Linked DNA regions of Mus musculus: region 1 is linked to region 2. A link is a contact called in public Hi-C data. All regions are on one chromosome and are shown on one strand. Each heading gives the region's core, a stretch centred on a gene start, on an enhancer-like site or on the middle of the called end of the contact. The rest is flanking DNA. Distances are from core to core; before and after follow the strand shown.

Region 1 (6,768 bases), core at 3,002-5,501, 440 kb before region 2:
GATATAAGATATAATTTGCTAAACACATGAAACTCAAGGAGAATGAAGACTGAAGTGTGGACACTATGCCCCTCCTTAGATTTGGGAACAAAACACCCATGGAAGGAGTTACAGAGATGGAGTTTGGAGCTGAGATGAAAGGATGGACCATGTAGAGACTGCCATAGCCAGGGATCCACCCCATAATCAGCATCCAAACGCTGACACCATTGCATACACTAGCAAGATTTTATTGAAAGGACGCAGATGTAGCTGTCTCTTGTGAGACTATGCCGGGGCCCAGCAAACACAGAAGTGGATGCTCACAGTCAGCTAATGGATGGATCATAGGGCTCCCAATGGAGGAGCTAGAGAAAGTAGCCAAGGAGCTAAAGGGATCTGCAACCCTATAGGTGGAACAACATTATGAGCTAACCAGTACCCCGGAGCTCTTGACTCTAGCTGCATATATATCAAAAGATGGCCTAGTCGGCCATCACTGGAAAGAGAGGCCCATTGGACTTGCAAACTTTATATGCCCCAGTACAGGGGAATACCAGGGCCAAAAAGGGGGAGTGGGTGGGCAGGGGAGTGGGGGTGGGTGGATATGGGGGACTTTTGGTATAGCATTGGAAATGTAAATGAGTTAAATACCTAATAAAAAATGGAAAAAAAAATAAGTTCTAGACCACCCTGGGCGTGTCTCAGAAAAGAAATTGAAACCAACTGACATATGAACCATTTTTATAAATGTACTAACTTCTCAGAGTATTTACATGATAAATTACCATGTATAGACCTGAAGTGTGATATGGACTTGATTTCAAATCTTTTATGATATTTTGTTAGAATATACATATGCATGCATTAAAAAAAAAAAAAAAAAAAAAGAATTCAAGGTTAGTTTGACTGAACTAGTGAATTCAGTCTAATTAGGACCACACAGTGAGACTCTGTCTCAAAAACAAAAACAAAACAATCCTCCACTCTCAGAACCCCACCAAATAAAATACTCTGGTCAACTTTTCCTTGTTACCTTGGCACTAGAGAGAGAATGAACTCTGTGCATATCTGCCTTCCTGGAATGGCCCCCACTAACCCCTCCAGTATCTACTCTTGCTTTCCCCATAAAACATGCCATGCTCCCACGGTTCTGAATCTTTCATCCATATTAGCTGTTGGCTTCTTCTTGGCTGATAATTGAGCCACCAGGTAAGAATTATGTCTTTGATACCAACACACACGAAGATTGAAAAATTATGGATCAGAGCAGAAAGGAATTCTGGAACCTCTCTTTCCAAACCAATAATGTGAAAAAGTAGGCACGATGCTACTGTCTGAGCTAGTGGCAACTCAAAGCCCCCTGACCCCCAATACCATTCTATAACTGAGGGCTTTTTCACCTTGCCTCTTTGTTCCTCGAAATAATGTCTCTGAGACTTCTTATATATAAACAAATGCCTATGCCAAAAGCTTTGGCTCCTTTCTGCTAGCTCATAACTCAATTAACCCGTTTAAACTAGTCTAAGTCAGTCAAGTGGTTAGCTACCACTCCTTGGGGTTTATTATTCTGTCTCAGCGTTTGGGCAAATCTCTCCCACCTGACTATTTCCCAGAATCCTATCTCTTTCTGCCAGTGTTCTGCCTTCAAATCCTGCCTGAGCTCATTGGCCATAGGCTTTTTATTGACACTTCATAGTGCTTCCACATAGTACATAAAGATTAATTCTACACCATTCTTTCTTCTAATGTCTGAACCTTGTATAACAATAGTTAGACATTTGCTGCTTGAATATTTAAAAATGATTAGGGATGACAGAATATTTGCTTCACAGATTCAAAGAAAAAGGAAGTCATTAGACATGTTGAGGAATTTACTTGATGTCCCCAATTCCTACGTCCTCACTCTTGCCCTTCCTGATCTTAGGAGTGATTCTTATGAGACTGGGGTTCAAACAGATTCTAGAAACTCATGAAAGTCCTTGTGTAAATAAAAATAAGCCACTCGATGTGGCAGGATAAAATAGATGCAACCTTATTCCAGGCCACCTCCAGTGAATACTCCAGCTGAGCCACCTACAGCACAGCATGCAGAGGCCTGGCTTGTGATCCCTGCTGATATATATGTGAAAACTTGCTCCCCATTTGCTCTTTATCTGACAGGGCAGCTGACTGTGCTGTACCTTAGGGCTCCCTTCTGGAGCTGGGAGTAAGTTCCCTTCCTCCAGAAAGTAACTGGAAGTGGATCAAGCCATGATCCTCTGCATGGATGACCCACAGGTGGGTGTTAAGACCACATCCAGATAATGTGTAGGCAGAAAGGGTGTGAGGTCCATTTTGTATAGCAGGGACATTTCCTTACCTATAGTCATTAGATAACTTAGGTTTTATGTTATAATGTGGATAATATAGCTCATTCTGATATCTTTTTCAATTACTAAAAACATGAAGACATACAAGAATATGACATAGTTGTATGTAATTTTTAATAATTAGTAAATACACATAAGAACTTCCAAAGCCATTAGTGTTTGAGAAAAATGATCACATGGCCTTTTCTGTAAATTACTAGTGCCTACACAGCAAAGGAACACTTTATAGAGGGGAACCTCTAGAAACTATAACTAAAATAATCAATGGCTTAAACATTAACTCTTGAGCTTGACAGTAGCTGCAAAAAAAAAAAAAAAAAAGAGGACATGTAAGATGCAGATAGCTCTTCTGAGAGGGAAAACAAGGTGGTCCTTCAAAGAGACAACATCCTTCTTGGGAAGGAGTTCTAGAAGAGGTTTGTTGCACGCAATATGGCACACCACAAGAGATGCAGCAAGCACAGCCCCACAGCAGCCTCCTGCGTCCTTTCATACTGATTCCAGGGCTGTAGCTGAAGTGAGACTCAGTGAGAGACATTTCTCCCCGAAGCAAAGAAGCACTGTGGCTGGAAGCTTGGCAACCCTGACATTTCACCTCATTTTCATGTGGAGACAACAGAGGGGCAGCTGTCCACTAAGCCTACTTCATTCTCTCAGTTCTGCCCTGGCAAAATCAGTCCAAGACTGTACTATCTATGGAATGTCTGCCATGTGGACCACTCAAGAAGATGAAGAAGACTTAGAAGGAATTTCTGTGAAAGGTGAATGCCTAGGATTGCCAGAGATGCCACCTGTTTGCTTGTGTATGTGTGTGTGTGTGTGTGTGTGTGTGTGTGTGTATCTGTGTGTACATTTATACTAGCTTCAAAAGCTGGGCCAGGCCAAATGAGCTATATGGTTCAGCTGAGAGCTGACTGATCCCGTTGATAAGAGGAAGCTGAAAGGAAGCATAAGTGGAAAGAGTACTTATAAATATGCATGTGCCTGTTTTGAATGCTGAGGTGAGACAGTCAAATGTAAGGCCCATGGGAGATCTGTGATGGTGTGCACATTTTATTTCATTTGGCTCTGTGTAAAATGGGCTTCCCACCACAAACCTGTTTGATGAAAAAAATTATTGTGAATATTGTATGAAATTACCTTCAGGCTATGTATATAAAGTATTCATAAAACCTAGATGAAGTTCAACTTTGAACTTGGGTACTATCTCCAAAATATCACATTAGATACATTCAAATAGTCTAAAATTCCAAAATTTCAAGTCTGTTTCAGATAAGGACTAGCAATTCAGCAACAACAGCAATTTAGTTATACTTTCCTTCCAAGTTGTTAAAGGAATAAAGATTATTATCTATGTTTGTTACAGAAGTGCTGTAGGAAACATTTCTCTAAGGGTTCCTGAAAAACTGTCAAAGACAAGGCAGAGAAATTCTAGGTCGCTGGAGCTCGATGAGGGGTATCACTCAGGGGAATTAAATGGACGTCTTTAGGAATACAATGGGGGTCCCAAACACTGCTTCATCAGTCAGTAAGGAAGGCAGTTGGTGAGGGAGATCAAACAAAATTCTGTAGAGGACATGGGGGGGGGGGTTCGGGGGAGGGGAAGAGAATAGAATTCTAGAGAATAGAATCAAGTAGAAGCCTGGGAGGACCAGTAACTGTGGGCGTCCAGACAAGCAGACACTTTACTCTGCTTAAAACCCACCAAGACTTAGGGAACGAAGACAAATGGACCACCACGGCATGGGAGGAAGAATTAGAAAGACCTCTGTCTTCTGATTGTGGAAACACTGATCTATACTCAGCTGTAAAGAAACTGGCAGAAACAATCTGTCACTAGCCAGCTGACTTTAAATGGCAGTGATTATCCTGATTCATCACATGGGCACTGAAAAGCAGAAGAGAAAGGCAGAAGAACCCATGAAGAGATGAAAAAGAGGAAGGCAGAGGGCAGAGGGCAGAGGGCAGAGGGCAGAGGGCAGGAGACAGAAATGGAAAGGAGGAGGGCTCAAAATATGAGATGGTCCTACTGGCTTTGGGAAGATAGGCAGAAGGTAATGAGCCTAAGAATGCAGGAAGGTATTTAAAAGCTGAGCAGGAATCCTGGCTGCCCACAGGGAAACCAGGATATTAGTCCTACTCTGTTGGAATTTGGATGGGAGGGAAAGCATATTTTTCCAAGAGCCTTCCAATAGGAGTCTCAGCTTTTGGCCATTTGAGCATTAGAGCAGGAAAAGCATAGGGTTGAGGCAACTTGGACATCTTAGGTGCTGAACAGTGAGATGATAGACACGTGTACACTGCTAAGGTTGTGTGCAGTGAACACATATTAGAAGGAAATGATGGGCTGACACTCTCCCAGTGACCTTCTTCTACCACTGCTTAACTGATGTGACACACTGGCAATTTACTCCTTTGGTGGCTCAGCAGAAGTCATTCTGATGTACATTTACCAGTTCCCAAAGTGGTTCTGTACAAGTAGTGTTGTATCCCTGTCTTTAGTCTCATGACAACCTGGACCCCAGTTTTGGGCCTCAGGCCTTAGTTCTCTCCTGGACCATTGCAAAAGATTCTACAAGATAGCCCCGAAAGCCTCTGTTAGGCACCCCACTAGGAAAGGTCCGATCTTAGTCTTCCTCTGGCTTTATCTGGTGTTAAGTATACACAGGAAAAAGAAAGTTATATGCTGTGATTCTCAACATGTGGGTTCTGACTCCTCTGCCGTATGAGATGACTTTTTAATAGGGGTCATCCAAGACCACCCAAAACTACAGATATTTACATTACAATTTGTAATAGCAGCAAAATTACAGTTATGAAGTAGCAACAAAATAATTTTATGGTTGGGGGTCATTACAACAAGAGGAGATGTGTTAAAGGGTCACAACATTAGGAAGTTTGAGAACCACTGGTTATTAAGAAAGTGATTCTGTGATATAATTTTGAAAAATGGCAGTAAAATAGAAAGAAATCGTACACAAATTGAAAACAGAACGCAACATGTAAGAAAATACTCAAAGCCTTAATATATCAGTTTTATATTACTGACATTTTATTAACATTAAAGAATACTTCTGGGGGCTGGAAAGATGGCTCAGCAGTTAAGACCACTGTCTATTCTTCAAAAGGACATAGATTCAATTCCTAGAGCCCACATGGCTGCTCACAACTGCCTGTAACTCCAGTTCCAGAGAACCCACACCCTCATGCAGGCAAAACACCCATGCATATAAAGTCAACAAATAAATCATGTGGGGGGGAGGGAGAGAGAGGGTGGGAAAGGGAGAGAGAGAGGGAGGGAGAGAAAGAGGGAGAGGGAGAGAGAGGGGGGGGGGAGAGAGAGACGGGGAGGGAGAGAGAGAGACAGAGAGAGACAGAGAGAGAATTTGATACAAATTTGAACTGAATGGGTTCTAACCTGAACTGTACTATTTTCTCCAGTAGACAAACTGCATACATTGCTCAATCCTCAGTTTCTCTATTTGTTTAAATCGTCAATATTATTTTGAAGAGTTATTGTGAAGAAAGGTATGGCTACAAGCATATTACCAAGCCCCTAAAAAAATGGGCCCTATTGAAAAAAATCACTAAATTAGTCACTTCAGTAAGTAACAGATTACCTGAAAGCCAGTTAAAGAATAGTGAGGATTAATATTTGTCACAAGACTTTATTTTCTTTGTAAATAAAAATAATATGTATAAATATCTGAGTAAAAGTGTTAAGAAAAGCAACAGAAGTTAGCATGTTGTAGCATGTTTAAGGCTGAGCCTTGACATGGGCCACTTACAGTGAGTTTTGATTGGCTCAGGAGCTTCCAGTCATCTATCTCTTTATCCCAAGAAAGCACAAAACACTGGCTTTTCCTGAGTTCTTGCAAATTCTCAGCTGAGTACCTGACAACACACACACATCTAAGTCTTTCCTGTGGTAACGCTGGCTGAGCTCTGGGCTTCTGACAAGCATCTGAGGTCTAGCTAAGCTCTTATGAGGCTTCTTTCCTGACTCTGAACAACCCTTGGACCAGCACTTATCTTCCCACAGTCTGAGCAGGGAATGGCTGGTGGCACCACGCAGTTCATTAGAAAACTAGAATGTAGTTTCCTGCTCAGAGTTGTGTAATAGTCCAGACTGAAACAGTAAATATTGTACAACCAATGTGAGCCCTGTCTGTCTGCCTGTGTATTCATGCCTGTTATGTCTCTGCGTCCATTTTCTTCTCTGCGTGAATATTTCAGGAAAATAATTTATGCAAATATCTTAAATGAACACCATCTAAACAGAGATTATATCAATGCGAGACTAAATCTTAGTCACATACAGGGAGGAAAAGACTTACAGAATAACTATTGCACTAGCCGTTGGGCAGGGTCTAGATCAGCATTTTCTGTTGTTGACGATGAGAAAACTATAGGTCGC
Region 2 (7,124 bases), core at 2,127-4,626:
TATATTCATCTATGTCTTATGATTCTGGTTTCCAATAATGCAACTCAAGCCCCAATAATTTTTTTCTATTAATGTAGTTTCCTGTTGGACCATTACTATCCCCCTAGAGACAATTTTCCAGGCTGCAAATGATGGCAATTTTCTAAAACACTAAAAAGATCATGTTATCCACCCACAGAAGCTATTAAATAGTTCCTTAGTTCTCCTAGAGTAAAAGTGTGAATAAGACCTTATGTTACACTGTAATTATGCATCTGTTCAGATTCATCTTAGTCCATTCCTTTACTTCTCTCCTGACACTTCATTTCCCTTAAGAATTTACATAAGCTTTTTCATGTGTGTGGCTTTCTTTTAATGCCCTTTAATTCTCTCATCTGGCACATTCCTTCTAATATATCCATCCAAGGTCAACTCCTAAGTCATGTAAATGATGAGAACTAAGAATAGGTAGGGCAAATAGAGAGAGAACAAATGACAAGATGGTAGGTTGAAGAACCACAATATTGTCTACTACATTAATCATGAGCATCACACTATCACTAAATGCAAGTGAATGTGTATTCAAAGTCAAAGGTAGAAAAATGTGACAATGTGCTATTAGTAACCTCTTAATAAAGTCAGAATTAAAAAGTGGGGAGATATATTATGAAAATACTAATTAAAAGAAAGCTTGAGGGGCTGAGTGGAATTCAGGATGAAGACCATGACCAGGGATGGAAAAGGGGTATCACACTGGTAATAAGGAAAATTCTTCTGGACGTAATAATCCTAAATTGCCACCCTTCAGTTCTAGGTTCAAAATACAAAAGTTGACAGAATAAAAAGGCAAAACAGACCATAACAATATTTGAAAGATTCTAATACTTAGAAGTAATCAATATTTTGAGCATTAAAATATTCACCAATAAAGCAGAATTGAATGAAAGTATAAACATACTCAACACTAGTATATTTATAGACAATTTCATCAACAATCAGGAGTTTTCAGTTTCAGAAGGTTCTATGCAGGTTGCTGATGAAGGTAACTCATCAGTGGCCTTACCCAGCTGTGGATCCTGAATGCTATAATACTTAACTTCCAAGCAAGATCTACCCATTGGTGCAATAGTAGTAGCCTGATTGTTATGGAGGAAATCAAGTACTTTCTGATAGGATCTGAGACCAACTCTACAATGGAAAATCCATATAAGTCTTGTTAACCCATCAAAAGCCCAGAACTGGTCTGTCATTGGCCCCAAGGGTTAGGGGAACCCACTACTGATGTTTTGCTAAATGGACAATGTGTACTCTAAAGATTTATGCTTATACTCACCTACAGTACTGTTCTTGGGTTTGGTCAGAGAGCTTTTTGCAACAGAAAGTGGTGAATGTGAAAAATCAAAATGAGTTCAAGTGCTGAGAACAAGTAACTGTTGAGTGACTGGTCCTCAAAAGGACATAAATACCACTACCACTAAGGCTTCAAGAACATTGTGAAAGACAGAGGCAAAAGTATGCAAAAGCCAGAAGATGGGGAGGAGTGGTGGATGATGCTGTCTTCTGGACATGACCTGGCAGCTGCGCCAATGAAATCCTAGCAGTGGTGGTTACCTGCAGAAGACTGGCTAACCTAAACAAACAGACAAACAAGAAAGTAGGAGAGGGACTTGTTGGGTAGAAGTGGTTTGGCAGAGGAGAAGTAAAGAGGATAATGGGGGTGAACACAACCAAAGTATATTATGCATGAATTGTGAAAGAAGATACTTGAAAAAGAATGTCTTAGCTTGTGACCTAGTGCATTTCTGACAAAGCCTGCCTTACCAAAACTTCCTGTCTTGAAATAGTAAAACGTGTGTGTGTGTGTGTGTGTGTGTGTGTGTGTGTGTGTGTGTGTGTGAGAGAGAGATTAATAAGTCCACCAGATAGTCTATGTACTGTTAAGATATCCTTCAAGCTTGAGGTCTCTCTCCTTTAATTTCAGAAGCTAACATTTGAATTTTGTGAACCGGACAATCCTTTAGCCTAGACTACTACCATCACCTTTGTCACCACCATCTCCAGCACCATCACCTCCACCACCACCAATGCCCCCATCACCACCTCCATCATTGCTTCCTCCACCACCATTACCAACCCTACCACTTCCATCACCTCCACCTTTACCACTATCTCTACAAATACCATTTCCACCACCACCTCCACTTTCCCCTCCACTACTGCCACCGTTATCCACCACAGCCATCACTTCTGCCTTTACTGCCACATCAACCACCACCCCTTCCATTGTCACCATTACCACCTCTTCCACCGTTATCATTACCTCCACCTCCACCACCATTACCCCACTGCTGACTCTTGCAAAGCTGCTACTAACTGTAGTAGGTAGTTTGGCATGGAGTTACAGACTGCTGGATATCAGTAATGTCAGGTAATGCCTTAAGGCTGGTGTTCCAGACAGCATCTTCTAACCCACAGTGCAAGATCACAAATCCTCCTTCCCCCCCCACCCCCACCCCCCAACAGTGATCATTGCTTTTAACCTCATATTTTTTACTTTTGGCTTGCTCATGACACCAGAAAGTTTTATGAATATCCCAGAAAGCACAAATTGCTCTGCAAGTCTTTAGACTGCAGGATGAAGCTGTCACAAAGTGGTCAATGCCAGTGCTCTCTCTGACTCTAAAGCCACAGAACTGCTTAAAGAAAAGTCTAGGAGCAGCAAGTGGCAAAGCTTCCCCCTAGGCTCACAGATCTACTCAAGAAATGAAGACCAAGCCAAGAACTCAGCTCACTGGAGCTAACACCAGCAGTGAACATAAGGCTTAAAGTGAGCAAAGCCTCCAGAACCCTTGTCTTTGCTGATAACTGCTTATAACATGATCTGGTTATTTTTCTCCCCAAACTGGCATACTCCTTTTAATTCCTTCCTGCAGTGTGAATATAGACAGAAAGGTCTGACTACTTTAAATTCACCCTCTAGTTACCAGTCTTTCAGAGGCATGGTTGTCCATCTAAACTTCCTTGTGGTTTCATAAATATAAATGTGCTCTGTAGGCTTCTGTTCAATTGTGAGTTTCCCCAAGTATGGAAGATATGCTAGTTTCCAGCAAACATGGAAGTGGTCCCTTAAAACTCTTAGGTACAGTAGTTACTTACTATTGGTTTAATACAGCTTGCCTCTTAATGTAAACATTCAAACCTTAACACAGTCCTCTGTAAAGGTTGAAGGCTACCCTCATCTTGCAAATGGAAATATACTGAGACATGGCCAGCACAACTGTAGACTATGAATCAAGAAGCCCAAGGTCAAAATGACTGTGTCTCACTGTTCTATTTCAGCAAACACTTTCTGTGTGTCAGGACTAGGCTCTGGGGATGACAGTGAACTCAAGCCCACCCCATAGAGCTAGCATTTCACTTCCCATTTTTTTCATGAGGGTTTGTGGTACTTCCCTTATCCACTGTCTTTTAAAGTGTTCCCACTAAATTGGCTTTAAAACAATACTATGAGGGACAACATAATGATTTACAAATTTATATCCCAGTCTGTTCCATGAGTCACATTTCACAGAACATCAATTAGAAAGCTCAGAGGTATGAAATTTCATTCACGTTCTTGGTTTCTATGGCTAAATCACGTCCAGAAAGGGTGTGAAAATTCACATTCCCATGGGTTCCAGGAAATATCCATTTTACCACCTTCACCCAAACCAAATTCTTCTCATGTAATCCTTACCTACTGAATAGTTGTCGAGTTCATAGACTGGTAGTAACGCTAACTTTATTTCATTTAGATAAAACGAGTTACAATGATTTAACATAGAATAGCTGCTTTTATATGCCATGCATCTCTTTAGACTCATAAAGAAATCAAGACCTCTTTCTAAGTGCCTAGGAATAGCCCTATTAAGGTGTCCATGTTTATCTGAAAAGCACAACTGATGTTAATGCTGCGCACTGATGTCAGTGTCCTTCCTCAGGGAGGACCCTCAGCATCCTTAGCCCTGTACAAAACATCGCCATGCTGGAACAGCATTAGCGCTGGTTCACAGTGGACTCATTTGTGTGCAACCTCTCTTACTCTCCCTTCTTAGGATACACAGAGAACATTTGCTGTGCCTCTGTCAAGATAATTATTGCTAGATCTCAAGCAGCCCAGATATCCAGAAATGAGCTCAAGCTGGACTGTTGGAGGATTCCTGGTGGTTAAATAAAAGCCAACATTCCTCAGAAACTTGTGAAACCAGTTCCCGGCTGCCAAAAGGAAACATTCCCCTCCTGGCAACTATTAGCATATCAAAGCTCATGCTGGCCCCCAGGCTCCCTCAGTATCAGAACCTGTTAGAGATTTCATGGTCCACACTAGCATCCTGCCCACCCCTCCCTACAGCTACTTATCCATGATTAGCCCACACCACTCTATCTCTATGCTCCCTTGCTCGATCACTCTTGCCACTCTCTACCCACAGTCTTCTTTCCTCTTGCTCTCTAGATGTGCACTTTTCTCTCTCTTACTACCTTGCTATCTCCACTATTCTCACCTGCCTCTTCACCCCCACCCCCCAACTTTCCTATATCTGATCAAGAACAGTCTCTCTCTCTCTGCTCTGAACTTTTCCAGATACCTCTGGATATTTTCTCTCCCCTACCCACAACAAAAACCTTTTCCTCAATGGGGTGGCCAGGTAGGCAGTTTCTTTAGTGTGCCCCCTTGAGTACATCTGGTGCTGAAATCTACGAGGGAGACAAATGGACCCCTTTTCCAAAGGCCCTAGCTTCTCTTAACTGAACCAAGCTGCTGAGTTGATTCTCTTAGGGTATGGATCGTTTATCTCTTCTGGTTTCTACCCTCCATATTTGACCCTAAATTCTAGAGTTCACTTTTTCAGCCACTTCTTGTACACCTGCTCTAACCACTCAGATGTCTTCTCCTATTCACTGTGTCTTTTCAGCCTGTCTGCCTCCTGGTGCTTCCTACACTGTCCTGGTCACCTATCATGTGTAAAGAGTCTGTCTCTTGTTGACTTGCTGGATTTTGCTGTGTGCTTCTGTACTGTGATTCAGGCTATGTCTCTGCTGAGGCCCTTTCCCCTCTCCCTTTGTTGGAATCCTTCTGATGGAGAGTCTGTTTGTTTGCAACCCTTTTCCCAAGCCTCTCTCACCTCCCCTTCCCTCTGCTCCTCAAGGATGTCTTCTTTCCTGCTTGCTCTGTCTCTTCACTCCTAGAATTTACTTTCCTTTCTTGCTTGCTTTGTGGAGCCCAAATGCCTCTTACTAGACCACTCACTGGCATTCTCTAATCTTTTTCCTCTTTGGCTGCACACTTCATTAAAGCCTTGCCGTCTTCCTGCAAACATCTTGGCCTCAGTTCAGCTCAATGGTCAAAAACAGGGCACACCCAATTTCCAAATTCTTGCAGATTGTAACATTTGCCACTGCTGAAGCAAATGCTCCTCCAAATACCTTCTCTCTACGCTTCTCTGCTCTCCAGTCTTGAAACTCTCTTATCTCTAAGCTTTCTTTCCTCTCTACTCTCAAAACGTCTCTTACAACCACTGCTTAAACTGTCTGGATCTCAGGATTTTTAAGTTTATTCCATATGATTAAAATATCTATAAAATCTGTAATGAAAAGCTAACTTAAAATTTTTAAGAGAAATGGTTGATAGTTTAAAAAAATCTTTACACAGATAATCTTAATTTAGAGCAGCATGCTTGTACGTAACACAGATTCAACTTCTGTTTAAAAACTAGATTTGCTATAGCAAACGATTTACACATACCTTGGACTCAATTCTTGTTTATATAAAATAGAACATACTAATAACTTATATCTAACGATTAAAGTTTATACATTCCTAAGGTCTACTCAAGGTAGCAGAAACTAACATGAAGGTATATGTATAGCATCTTTGTATTGCTTTTCTATGTTAAATTTTAGCTATTTAGATAAATTGCATCACACTAAAACTATCAAATATGCTGTAATGGTATGCTATAAAAGGATTGGGAAAATAAAGTACTCGATCTCTCTGTGAACTGTATTTATAGTTTAAAGTTTTCTTTTGATGCTAAAGGATCTTCAGTTGAATCTTCAAATTTTAATAGGAATAAAACTGTAAAATCCTAATCTTATAAAAACAAGTAACTTATTGTAAACTGGTAAAGATAACTAAGGCATTTAAGTTAATGGTCAGTCAACTTATAAATGATCAAATTCCTCAATGTGCTCAGAACTATGCTTTGCAGTCATGCTAAATACAAATATAAAATTCATCTATTGGGATAAACTTTAACCTTCTGTATATGTTGTCAATGTTAAGCCTAAAGCAAGTAACTAAAACAAAGTAAAGTTTGCTTAAAGTCAGCTATACTTAATAAATTAGATGATGGCTCTCAAACTACTCAGAGATCTGATGAATATGACATTGAAGGTATTTAATAAACAGACTTCCCCTAATAGAAATAGTAGCTTCTGGTAGCAGCAGCTAAGTCTACCTCCAAAAGAAGACAGGCAGCAACAGACTCCACCTGGAGTTTGCTTTGAGTGTAGTAACATTGAGTACTAAGTAAAAGACTATATCGTGCCTCGCCTGCCTACTGTCTGGCCCTTCCCAAACTATAGACACTACTGGGCAGACTGCTCCTCTGCCTCCTCAAGGTAGGGCAATCCCAAAAGTTTTTTCTCCACAGAAAAAAATCTCTCAGAGCTTCTGGGTCTGGTGCCTGAAAGCTGACGCTGCTCTGTGTGGCATTTAAAAACTTAGTACTGTCCTTTGAGGTGGCAGATGACTGACAAACAAAGCCATCAAGATCACCATGGAGGATCCCAGGCTGTCTGTCCAGATAGGGAGTAAGTCTGCCGTTAAAAAAAAATATCAATCCTTTGTGAATTTCATATCATACGCTACAGTCCTATTCACCTCCCTGTCCCTTCCTATCCTCTCTCCACCCTTGGAACATCCCCCTTCAAAAGAAAAACAAAAACAACAAACAACAGAAAACAAACAAACATCATGGAGGCTTTAATGTGTCACAGTGTGTGCCATTGTACACCCTTTGCAAATATTCATCACAGTGAGTCACTGGTCTGGATCGAAGCCTCCATTATCAATACCGGATCGTCACTGGGACTCCTCTCTGATA

What was found. A called contact is a pair of places that touch in the nucleus more often than the background predicts.
Region 1: a Hi-C map of bone marrow-derived macrophages shows a contact between it and region 2, with 15 read pairs. The contact joins two enhancer-like sites. A contact is called at or near these places in 1 of 484 Hi-C or Micro-C datasets (bone marrow-derived macrophages) and 2 of 115 datasets of contacts at active chromatin or transcription factors (embryonic stem cells and large pre-B cells).

Annotation. Positions count from the first base shown.
Region 1 is chr4:95,828,019-95,834,786 of GRCm38.p6, reverse strand. All of the region lies in intron 11 of Fggy (FGGY carbohydrate kinase domain containing), which reads right to left. Among named protein-coding and RNA genes, the nearest start is that of Hook1, 140 kb to the left of the region's middle. Within about 2 kb of position 4,251, at least 3 of the 459 cell types and tissues checked have an H3K27ac peak or open chromatin away from gene starts, as enhancers often do. A contact at or near this core is called in bone marrow-derived macrophages, where this site is marked.
Region 2 is chr4:95,386,978-95,394,101 of GRCm38.p6, reverse strand. No RefSeq gene overlaps it. Among named protein-coding and RNA genes, the nearest start is that of Gm12707, 95 kb to the left of the region's middle. Within about 2 kb of position 3,376, at least 47 of the 459 cell types and tissues checked have an H3K27ac peak or open chromatin away from gene starts, as enhancers often do. A contact at or near this core is called in bone marrow-derived macrophages, where this site is marked.